Linked DNA regions of Mus musculus: regions 2 and 3 are each linked to region 1. The links are chromatin contacts, called in public Hi-C and HiChIP or PLAC-seq maps. All regions are on one chromosome and are shown on one strand. Each heading gives the region's core, a stretch centred on a gene start, on an enhancer-like site or on the middle of the called end of the contact. The rest is flanking DNA. Distances are from core to core; before and after follow the strand shown.

Region 1 (3,796 bases), core at 381-2,880:
CAGTCACTGGCTTTAGAGAGCTGTGTATTGACAGTGCTGGGATGAGCAGCTACACACAGCCACATCACAGCTGAGATTTAATAGTCCCCTTCCTGAGAACGGAAAAACTGCACACTTTAAACTCACTGTACGGAGACTTGTACACTTCTGAAGATTCTATCGAGAGGGGATTCGCTGCAACAAATGATTTAACAGATTTAGAGAAAGTGCCTATCTAGTCAGCTCAATATTAGCAGATGTGCTCCATAAGTGGTCAGTTACTGGGGCTTTTAGATTATATAGGGCTTTGGTCATAGCTTGATGGTAGAGCACTTGTTTAGTATGCTTCAGGTCATGGGTTTGTCTTGTTTAGAGGACAAGTTCTCAGTGGCTGGCCTGGAACTTGCTTTATAGACTAGACTGGCCTCAAACATAGGAGATCACCTGCCTTGAGTTGAAATGTAGTCTTCGTCAGTTCCAGCACGTTTGATTCTTAGTACTGAGGGAAGGGGAGGGGTTAGGGGCTGAGTGAGGCGTAGCTCTGGGAAAGCACTGGGCTCAATCCCCAGCAAAAGTTAGGGTAGAAGTCTGTGAACCCAGCCACAATTGAAAAATAGTCCTAATAGAAAATCTAGGCATAGTGGGAAATCACTGCAGCCCCGGCTCTCAGGAAGTATGAGGAGTTGGAGACTTAGCTTTTACATAGGTTGAGAAGGTTTTTTATAAGATTGACTCCATGGTCCACATGACCTTAATGTGGGTTGCTTTTCGAGGACGAGGGTGGGCAAGAGTTTAAACGAGGTCTCAGGTGACTCAGACTGACTGACCACCAACTCAACACTGCCTCTAGAGTTACAGGCTTGGCACAATACACTGCAGGAATTCGGAACCAGAAATCCATCCTAATTAATGCTTCTGAAAGGCGGATCCCTTCTCGGAATGCTGTTAATGTGCGTAGAGTAGCATAGTGCACAGATCCTGTTAAATTCTCCATGGACACTCCTGCTTAGAAATCCTGTGCAAGGTGTTCAGATTCTAAGAGAAGGCTGACAAATAATGAAGCTTAGACATAATGGTGCCCTAATGGGACTAAATAATTTTATTTTTTAAAGGCGAGGCGTGGTTCGTGTAATTCAGGCTGGCCTCGAAATCACTTGGTAGTCAAAAGATCAACGCCTTTTTTTTTTTCCTGTTTCTAGCTCAGGTTACAGGCATACATCACCATGCCTGTAACGCGCAGCTAGCTATTCTAGCGTTTAATGTTCTTGTAGCTTTCAACTGGAGTGATCCTTTCCCTAACTGACATTAGAAATTAGTCCAGTAAAAGTGGCCTGAGTGAAAAGCTGTAGGAAAGGATTTTTCTTTAGTGAGAAGTACTGAGGATCCATTCTCTTAAGCCCGGTTTGATTGACGAGTGGTTCAGTAGCTTAGTTTTGACCTTTTGTAGTAATCGGGCTTTTACCGTATAATACCTATAGCCGGCGTGTCCTAACCATGGATAAAACCAAGCTACCCCGTTGTGGCTGCCAAATTTTACACCAGAGGAAAAACACCTCTTGGCGAAGCATAGCGTGGGCTTGTGCTCTAGACCTCAAGCCTTGAGTCCCACAGTGACAGAGCGAGTGCTTGTACCACAGAGCAGGGCGTTTCCCCGGCGCTGTCTGCGTCACGGCGGCTGCCCTTCCGCTCGGGAGAGCAGCTGCGGGAGCTGCGCCTGCAGGCTGGCCGGGTGCGCGGCGCTCGAGCCGGGCGGCGTTTTCCTGGGACCTTCACGGAGCAGAGCGACGAGGCTACATACAGCGGCCGAGCTTATCCCTTCTTTAATCCTCGCTGTAAAGCACCGTAGTGCAGCTTCCTGCTTAACTCGGTCGTCTGAGCTTCCAGCTCACATTTTGAGCCCAGTGCAGCCGCCATCTTCCGGAAATGCTGATGGTGGTTAGTCTGCGCCCAGTGGAAATAACAATTTTTTTGCTTTTGTTTTTGAAGCGGTCTTGCATTTGGCCCGATCTTTTTGAGGACTTGGGTTACAGAATTACATCATGCCTGGTTAGTTTCATGATGCTCAGTTTGGGGAAGTAGAGCAGTGTCCTTGTTGAAATATAATCTCTTTAGTCCAGCCTTTTCTCACTTAAATTAGATTGATGGATTAAATGAGATAATGTATACCAGATATGCAGTAGTAACTAACAGAGAAAGAAGGGAATGGTGGGTGGGGGAGTTGCGGGGGCGGGGGGATGATTAACTTTGCTGGGTATCACCACCTAAAACATGAAGGTATGGAGAAGCATGCTGTAGCACATGAGTGTGTATTTTGACAGCTCTTCAGTATAACTGATCCCTCCAAAGCAGACTTTACTGGCTTCTGGTTTCTAAGGGATGCTTCTTTTTTGTGTGGCTTCCTTTTTTGCAGGTCCATACTGAATAAATATGCTGTAGGGTGATGGACAAGGCCAAGTTGGGTAGTCCTACCATGATTTTAGTTTACAGGGAAAAATCAGGCTGAGTTTAAGTACATTGTAGGTTTCTAGGTGTTAGAAGTTTTCACACATGTGCCCGTTTATTTTTAGGGCGCGGCTTCACTGTTTGGCTAGGTGGTTTAGAACTGGGTATAGATTAGGGGACAAAAGCAGGAGTGAAGTCGCTTGGGGTTTGTTGTTGTTTTGCTGTTTTAGGTGCACTAACGATGTAATAATGTGTTTGGGATAACTTAGGAGGCAGCGATGAAGATTTAAACAGTAAAAGATTATTACACAAAAAATAACCCCAAACTTGTGCTTTACCGCGGACCCACCAGGTTGGAATATACAGGGAACAGTTGGACCATCCCTGTTTCAGGCTGGGGGTTTGATTTCTTTACACTTGCTGTCTACAAATCTCTGCAGGACACCAAACCCACGACTGAATGACACAGCCAGCATCCACAATTCACACAGAGAGGTAAAAATGTCAGATCCCCACACCAGTTGAACCAGAAGTTCTTTGTACATTAGAACATTTAATGGGAAACTGCATATGAACTGTAAAGTGTAAATACAGTCTGATTGGGATTAGAAGAGCCCTCTTGTTTAAAGCCTTGTTGATGGGGAGGAAGCCACACAGTAGAGTATACTTGCAAATAATAGAAAGGTCAATCTAGTACAGACTTAAGATGTACTATTTATGTAAGCTATGTTAACAGTAAAAATACAAACCAAAATGAAACAGGCGAGGAGAGTTGTGGCTCAGTACTACTCGCCTGGCAACGCTGCACGGACAATCATTTAAAAATGCTGATGTGGAAAGATGGCTATCGTAGGCCTTGAAGTGATATTTACAAGATAATCCTAATTTTGCTTTAAAAAAAAAAAACCTCAGTATGTATTTGTGTGCACTTACTAAGGTGTTAGTGCCCTGCAGCTGTCAGGGTGCTGGATCACCTTGCCTGTCTATTTGTGACCTTAAATGTTCAGTGAAAATGTGTGACAGTGGAGAATAATAAAATATATTTTGTAAATCTGGTTGCTTGCATAAAATGAGTATTCTGTTGAGGAAAGAAAAGGTGGCACGTCAATAAATCAAAAAATAAAAATATTCAGAAATCAGGCATTCTGGGTAGAAGATATTTTCTCTAGATTTCAATTAAATATGAATGTTTGTTTCTGTTTTTAAAAATATGTACGAATTTTACTTGTCTAAAATAAAATTTAAAAGAAATGGTGTCTCTATTTAGTTCCTAGGATTTGACCTTAGGGCTCAGTAGTAAAGTATGTGCGTTCCCCAGCACCACCCCCTGAATACCGAGACCCGTGGTGTGAGCTGAAACTGCGCACATTCATTC
Region 2 (3,796 bases), core at 969-3,468, 350 kb before region 1:
GTGTGTCTTTTGACTGGTTGCCTCTTTAAAAAGAACTTCATTTCCTAGGAGAGGCTGTATTTTGCGCAAGGTCGAGGGAGTTTATAGCCCATTATAGTTTGCCCTATCTTTTTCTTTAATACTGTCTCACCTTGTTCTGTTTCCATCTGGATTTTCCTTGCTTATGTCATAGGCACCTTTTTGTTTGTTTTTGAGACAGGGTCTTACTGTGTATCCCTGGCTGGCTTCAAACTGTCTGGTCTCAAACTCAGAGATCAACATGTTTCCTTAATCGTAAGATTCCGTCGTAAGGGCGTTACGTGACGCAAAGCACCCCTCCCCATTTGAGTAACAGAATATTTTACTTTTCAAAGAAGCATATTGGATCGGCATTTACCCAGATTTCTGAACCTCTCGGGCTTGAGGCCATTTAGACAAAGGTGGGCTAAATCTGTCTTCTGCAGTTTCTTCTACCTCCTCACAAAGGCTGAGATAGTCACTGGGGGAAGGGGGGTTGCATTTATCTTTTCTCCTCCTGTTCACCTGTCCCCAGTTGAGAGTGAAGTCCCCAAGGAATCAGAGAGAACAGGTGTCTGGAGACGCCATCCATGCCCTGAGAACAGAGCCCAGTGCCAGTGGCAGGCGTGCCATGCTTCTGGGCCCTTTCACATTTGGATGTAGCAGCCTTTAAAGCTTTCCTTTTTTGGAGCTCATCTGCTGCCAAGCCCTGGTATAATCTCTGGGCTATTTGATACTTAGCAAATTTACAGCACTCCTTTTTGTTGTCATGTAGCTCAGGTTGACCTCAAACTCACTATGTAGTGATCTTGAATTCCTGATTTTTCCAACCCCACTTGTGCCTCTCAAGTGCTGGGGTTATAGTTGTCCACCATGACACCCAACTTAGATGTATAATATTTTTTTTAATTTTATTTTTTTATTTTTTAAATGTTTTTTATTTTTCTGAGATAGGGTTTCTTTATGTATCTCCGACTGTCTTAGAACTTTCTCTGTAGACCAGGCTGGCCCCAGACTCAAGAGAGCCACCTGCCTCCCTAGTGGTGAGGTTAAAGGTGTGTGCTGCCACCAACAACCACCAAGATTAACAATATTAAACTTCCCTCAAATAGAATTATGCGTTCTAAAACATTAACTTCTGAATCACAGTGCCCAGTATCCGAAATAACCAGCCATTAACCTAGTCCAAAAAAAGACACATTGTTTTACCTATTCAATCATGGTAAATTTAATAAAATTATTATAACATTATACAACCAAGTAATAGATTGATATTTTGGAATTATATGCATCCCATTGCTTTTAAGAACTTTTTTTTTTAAGGAAAGGAAACTGTATTTTTTTTTAAAAAAGATTTATATATTTATTGGATGTATGAGTACACTGTTGCTGTCTCACCACCAGAAGAGGGCATCAGATACCGTTACAGATGGTTGTGAGCCACCATGTGGTTGCTGGGAATTGAACTCAGGAAGAGTGCCTCAGGAAGAGCAGTCAGTGCTCTTAACCACTGAGCCATCTCTTCAGCCCCAAGAACTTGTTTTTAACCACAAATTTAAAAAAGAAAGCTGGGGCTGGCCTTGGTAACATACTTGTATCATCTCAGCTTTCAAGAGGCAAAGGAACCAAGAGTTCATGGCTGGCCTGAGCTGCATAGTCCAGAGGGCTACTGCCTTCAGGAGGGAAACCTTGTATGATTGATAATCTTTGAATTTTCTAATTCATTGAACTTTCTAAAATAAATGGGTCCCAGTCAGGGTCTCTGGACCCAGGCCTTCTCCTACTAGGGAGGGAGAGGCACAGACACAAAGAATCTCCCCAGGACTGGCTGAAGGAAAAGAAAGAACCCCAGAACCCCAGTGGAATGGGCTCCAGATGTGTCGCTTGAGTGGCTCAGAACTGTGCCCATCACTGAGCAGCACTGGAACCTGCTGCTGCCTGTTTGCTTAGCTAAGGTTGAGACTGGAAAAGAGCTTACACAGTAGGCTGGGGCAAAAGGTACCATACAGACAGTGCTTTTTAAATAAAGCGCTAAAGCAAAGAGAAAGGAGGAGAAATATAGTAAGGAGAAGACATAAGCTCGACTTTGACGATAAGGAGCCTTGAATGTATCACATGGGAGAGATGGAGAAAGGAGCAGGTGCAGACATAAGGACAGCCATGAAGGCAGTGGGCGCCGCAGGATGCTGAGAAGCAGAAGGCTGGCGTGTGGGTGCTTCCTTGAAGATGACCTTGAGTAAGCAGAAAGGAGGCTCTCCCTGCTGCCCTATGGTGTCACCCTCTCCAGGCTCCCAGCACCTGCCTTCCTTATTCACAGGACCTCTGGGCAGGATTCCCACATTTCCCTTGTTAACTGTTTGCTCTGTGTAAGTCTGGACTGTGCTGTCATAGATTCCTAAGATAGCACCAGCCTTGTGGGAGTAGGAAGCATGTCTCCAGCCTTAGAATTCTTTGCAAATGAATTATAAATTAGAGTGCCTCAAAACTGTGTGAAAAGCCCTGTAACCTCATTCCCATTGTGAGGCTAGGTATACATTGATTAGTTTTCCCAGGGGCTAGAGTTTTTGTAGAGTCCAAAAGATAGAATTGTTAACTATTCAGAATATTCCCAGTGCAAATGTTACTCTTTTATATATTGAGTATTCCTAGAAAATGAATATTTGCATTTGTTAGTTGCAGAGACCATTGGATTCATGGTCTGTGCTTGGATCACCGAATAGGAGGTGCACACTGGTCAGCATCACTCACTGGTGTCCTGTCAAGGGAGGAACCATTTGGGTTTGTAGTCTTACTCCTGCATTGCTTCTTGCCATCGTGCTCATCTGTGACTGCGGAAGGCCAGTGGTTGCAGCATGTCGCTACACTTCAGCTCACGAGCTCACCGTTCTTGGCTTTTTAGCTTTTCATTATAGACATATATGGTGGTAAAGCAAGGACAGAACCTTGCATTCACTGGACGTGTCTCATACGTCATTTCTTAAGTCTTCTCATCTATAAATTGGTGAATATAGAAAACTAATAATCTGCCGGGCAGTGGTGGTGCACGCCTTTAATCCCAGCACTTGTGAGGCAGAGGCAGGCGGATTTCTGAGTTCGAGGCCAGCCTGGTCTACAAAGTGAGTTCCAGGACAGCCAGTGCTACACAGAGAAACCCTGTCTCAAAAACAAAACAAAACAAAAAAAAACTAATAATCCCAGTGTCCAAATTTTAAAGATTTTTACATTTCAGTGCAAGAAACTTATAAAACACACAGCAGCATGAAGCAAAACAGCAGTTTCTCATTACCCACAGCATGACAGACACCACTTGCTGTATTTACAGGGAAAAATAGTCTGTAGAAAAAGTCATTCGATATGTAGACTTAAGAATTTGCTGTATCCCATGGCTGCAGACAGGACAGCTTGGAGGATGGACTCATCCATTATGAAGAGACTGAGACAGGAAGGCTGTGCCTAGAGGGGAGTTTCCTAGTTGTTCAGTGTTTGCCACTACAACATCCCACTGTTCAAGTCTGAATGGCTATTGACTAGCACAGAACTCTTAGGTGCTGTGGAAGTCTTCAGTCTCCTGTCACCATGCGATCATGTGCATGCCCCTCTCTAAAGCACGCTGACAGTATTTATTATAAATTAAACATTGCTCTCTTGTGCTCTTTATGCTGTGCCTTCGGACAGAGGTCAGAGCTGCTGCAGGTAAGAGCACTTGGTGTTTCCTGTAGACAGGTAAAGTGCCAGCGTTGTCATAAGGGCTGAGTGCAGAGAACTTGCCTTAAGGGTAGTGAGCTAGAAGAAAAAATGA
Region 3 (3,796 bases), core at 765-3,264, 320 kb before region 1:
AGCAGCAGGAGCGTCAAGGCATTCCAGACTGCCTTGATAACAGCAGGAAGTGAGGACCAAGAGGAGCACAAAAATAACACCCTCATGGGCAGTCAGACAACTCAACAGAGTTAATTTGTGCTAATTAGAACATCCAAAGGATACTGCACTATTAGGTTGTTGTTGCAGGATTTAACTGGACTGTGGTCTGGCTGCAGAGTAAATAGGAAGGATCATCCAGAGGACTGAGGGCAGCAAGTACCTCAGCATCAGGACAGCAGAGGGAAGACTTAATGCAAAGGAGAACGTAAAGAGGGGAAAGAAACAGTAGACCACGATTTCCCCAGCAATGTGACACATCAAGTGCCCAATGCATCTGATTTGAAAAAGATCCCCTTGCCGGGAGAGTTCAATCTAAAATCTTCCAACAGTAGAAATTGAACATCCATGGTACTTACAAAGTAGCCAATCACATCGATACAGATTTCTCAATGCCAAGCGTTGGCCAGTACCCAGTGATGTCTTCAAGCATGCAAGAAAAAAATCTGAGAGCCTACAGTTCTTAACACATAGGTGTCCTCCCGGTGCACTTTGAGAGCGCAGTGGGGCATGGCAAGAGCTCCAACAGATTGTGTCTAGCCACTATTTGACCCAAAAACCAAAAGGCAAACTGAGAGGAAGGAGAGAAATTTAATCAGTATGTCTATATTGAGATACATTAAGATAATATCTGCATTGAAAGATGTTAAGATATAAAGCATGACACTTCCACCCTAGAGGGGAACACTGGCCTGAACACTCTGCTAGCATGGGGGCAGGGGTCGGGGGAGGGGTAGCCTAAGAATGAGTCTTGGTCAAACTGTGGTTTGGTTTATCATCTCAGGACTGGTCAGGGGTCACTGCTGCCTAAGCAACAGACAAGACTGTCCACACAAGATCTTTGTTTATCAGATTTGTAGTTTCTGGGATTCAAGGTAATGACACAGGAGGCTGACTAACAGCAAAATGAGCAGATTCAAAATAGAGACTGTTGGGCTGGCGAGATGGTTCAGTGGGTTAGAGCACTGACTGCTCTTCTGAAGTTCCTGAGTTCAAATCCCAGCAACCACATGGTGGCTCACAACCACCTGTAATGAGATCTGACGTCCTCTTCTGTTGTGTCTGAAGACAGCTACAGTGTACTTATTAATAATAATGAATAAATCTTTGGGACTGAGCAAATGGAGTTGACCTGAGTGGGGTGACCAGAGCAACCAGAGCAAGCACAGGTCCTAAAAATTCAATTCCCAACAACCATATGAAGGCTCACAACCAGCTGTACATGTACATACAATAAATAAATAAATCTTTTTTTAAAAAATAGAGACTGTTGCAGAAAATATTTAAAAAGGAACTAGCACAAACCCGAGCTAGTGCCAGCAACTCTCTGCCAAAGCAGCCTGGCCGGCCATGCACTGATGGGCAATGGGCGACCTGTTTTTATCTCATGGAGACTCTGACTCAGTGCTCCAAAATCTCTCCACCCAGCTCACTAAGTACCCACTGGCACTGGCAGTCACTACCAGGCCAATCCCGTGCTTCAAATCCCCCACGGCCTTTGTGGTGCACATCTGGCAAACACACCTTGCCCAGTACCTTTCTCTCTTGAACTCGGGCAAGTCACCACGTGAAGAAAAACACAGCACAAACTTAGTTCAGAAACGACGGTAACTCAATCATTGGGCACAGCAACTAAAATCCTAATCCTGTAAGTCTTATTAAATCTAAATCCTCTAGTGGCAAATCCTGATGGATCTGCCACTGAAACCAGGAGACATCTTGTCCTCACATTATCCCATCCAAAAGGACCTAACTCTCTCCTGCTTCCTCTCTTCCTCCATCCAACCTGGAAGTCCCGCCTACTCGCCCAGTGATAGATTCCTTTATTCATTAGGGAATTGGTTCACAAGAAGTCACTTAAGTATTTGACTCACTCCTTGTCTGCAACCCCTCCTAGGAGAGCAGAATTAGCATCAAAATACAAACAGTACCAGGCCCATCCTCAAGCGGAGGCAGAGATGCCAAATGTTTAATCCTGATTAGTTACGCATTAGACCTAAGTGGAGGCAGAGATGCCAAGTGGTAACCCATTAGACCTAAGTGGAAAGTTGGTGTCTTTAAGCAAATTCTCTCTCCAAGTCCTTGTTATAAACCCACACCACCTAGGCTCTGACTTCCCTCAGTGTCTTACAATATAATTCTAACTCTGTCCACAGAGAGCTCATCTCAACACTGCTCCTATTCGGATCATCATGAGCCCATATTTCTTACTTCTTACCAACTTGTTTTCCATAAGAAATTCCTATGGCTCCCACCTTCAGATATAAAAGTGTGTGAGAGCAGCTCACAGCACAGGATACAACACTGCTGGCAGGTTTATTATACAGGACGTAATTCAGGAATAGCAAGACTGGGAGATACATAATGAAAGCTAGAGGGAGGAGACTAGAATTTCCGGGCAAACAGCACCCCAGTGTAATCACTGCATCCCACAGTCCAGGGGTTTTTTTAGAGGTTCTGCCACAGACGCATGAATGGCCAAAATCTAATGTTGGCTTAAGTCAGTCCTTGCTTCCTGAAGAGACACTGAAATTCCACTCCTCCCATCCAACCTGGCTAGTTTCCCTGGCAACAAGCCCAAATGCTGTGGTCATTTCAGATCCTGGAAGGTACTTTTTATGAATAGCTATTTATTTGTTTTTCTTTTATGTCTATAAGCATTTGCCTACATGGATGACGTGTATCACATGTGCACAGTGCCCATGGAGGCCAGAAGAGAGTCAGATCCTCGAGAACTAGAGTTGCAGGCAGTTGTGTACCACAAGTGGGTGCTGGGAATTGAACCCAGGGCTTCAGGAAGAGCTGCTAGTGCTCTTAGAGCACTGAGCCATCTCCCCACCCCCAGCAGCTGTTTCTTGTCATTTAAGAAACTCAAGGGTTTCAGGAGCCCTATGCCAGAGTTGAAAAAGGCCAAATTCACGTTTTGTTATAAATTCTAACATCACAAATATGTAGTTTTAGCCGGTCGTGGTGGTGCATGCCTTTAATCCCAGCACTCGGGAGGCAGAGGCAGGTGGATTTCTGAGTTCGAGGCCAGCCTGGTCTACAGAGTGAGTTCCAGGACAGCCAGGGCTACACAGAGAACCTGTCTCGGAAAAAAAAAAAAAAGTAGTTTTAAATCATGATAAATGCTGTGAAGAATATTCAACAAGAAAGAGAATGAGGAGGTGGTAAGAAAGTGTTGTACTGAGTCGTTCAGCAAACCTCTCAGGAGAGCTCAGATGAGAGCATGAGACAGAAGAGCTGAGCCAGAGGCCCTGGAAGGAAGCATGCACAGTCTGCTGGGGCAGAAAGAAAAGAAATCCAAGTGCTGGGATCAAAGGCGTGCGCTACCACGCCGGACCAGGGCATTTTCTTGATATGGGAATGCCAGCCCACGGTGGGCAAGGCCACAGCAGGACAAGTGGTCCTAGTGCAAGGCAAGTGGTGTAAGAAAGCAGGCCACAGAGAGCAGCCAGCATGCAGTGCTCTTCCGTGGCTTCTGCTTCAGTTCCTGCCTCACGAGGACTGTAAGCTGTGAGATACACTAAACCCTTTCCTCCAGAGTTGCTCCTAGTCTTGGTGCTTATCACAGCAATAGAAAGCAAACTGAGACGTGGGGAGTATGCCTTGGAAGTCTGGATTTCCAGTTGAGGTCAAGAGAAAACAGTGGTTGTGACCAGAGCATCATAGATGGATACCTCCTTAGCACCACAGTCATAGAGACTTTATATTTTTT

The links. A called contact is a pair of places that touch in the nucleus more often than the background predicts. HiChIP or PLAC-seq counts read pairs in DNA pulled down with a chosen protein or histone mark.
Region 2: a contact with region 1 is called in a Hi-C map of cortical neurons, with 1.9 times the contacts expected there. The contact joins two enhancer-like sites. A contact is called at or near these places in 2 of 15 datasets of contacts at CTCF or cohesin (large pre-B cells and pro-B cells), 10 of 484 Hi-C or Micro-C datasets (B cells, the Ba/F3 cell line, the G1E-ER4 cell line and 6 more), 15 of 115 datasets of contacts at active chromatin or transcription factors (the HPC-7 cell line, the NIH/3T3 cell line, astrocytes and 11 more) and 3 of 9 other capture datasets (adipose tissue, liver and pancreatic islet).
Region 3: an H3K27ac HiChIP or PLAC-seq map of embryonic stem cells shows a contact between it and region 1, with 2.0 times the contacts expected there. The contact joins two enhancer-like sites. A contact is called at or near these places in 1 of 15 datasets of contacts at CTCF or cohesin (the NIH/3T3 cell line), 8 of 115 datasets of contacts at active chromatin or transcription factors (the 230-238 cell line, CD8 T cells, VIP interneurons and 5 more) and 2 of 9 other capture datasets (embryonic stem cells and pancreatic islet).

The regions. Positions count from the first base shown.
Region 1 is chr5:23,416,410-23,420,205 of GRCm38.p6, reverse strand. All of the region lies in intron 1 of 5031425E22Rik (RIKEN cDNA 5031425E22 gene), which reads left to right. Among named protein-coding and RNA genes, the nearest start is that of 5031425E22Rik, 15 kb to the left of the region's middle. Within about 2 kb of position 1,630, at least 443 of the 459 cell types and tissues checked have an H3K27ac peak or open chromatin away from gene starts, as enhancers often do. A contact at or near this core is called in cerebral cortex, cortical neurons, embryonic stem cells and 1 more, where this site is marked.
Region 2 is chr5:23,763,228-23,767,023 of GRCm38.p6, reverse strand. All of the region lies in intron 5 of Pus7 (pseudouridylate synthase 7), which reads left to right. Among named protein-coding and RNA genes, the nearest start is that of Pus7, 19 kb to the left of the region's middle. Within about 2 kb of position 2,218, at least 13 of the 459 cell types and tissues checked have an H3K27ac peak or open chromatin away from gene starts, as enhancers often do. A contact at or near this core is called in cerebral cortex and cortical neurons, where this site is marked.
Region 3 is chr5:23,735,414-23,739,209 of GRCm38.p6, reverse strand. No RefSeq gene overlaps it. Among named protein-coding and RNA genes, the nearest start is that of AI506816, 25 kb to the right of the region's middle. Within about 2 kb of position 2,014, at least 13 of the 459 cell types and tissues checked have an H3K27ac peak or open chromatin away from gene starts, as enhancers often do. A contact at or near this core is called in embryonic stem cells and stem cell-derived neural progenitor cells, where this site is marked.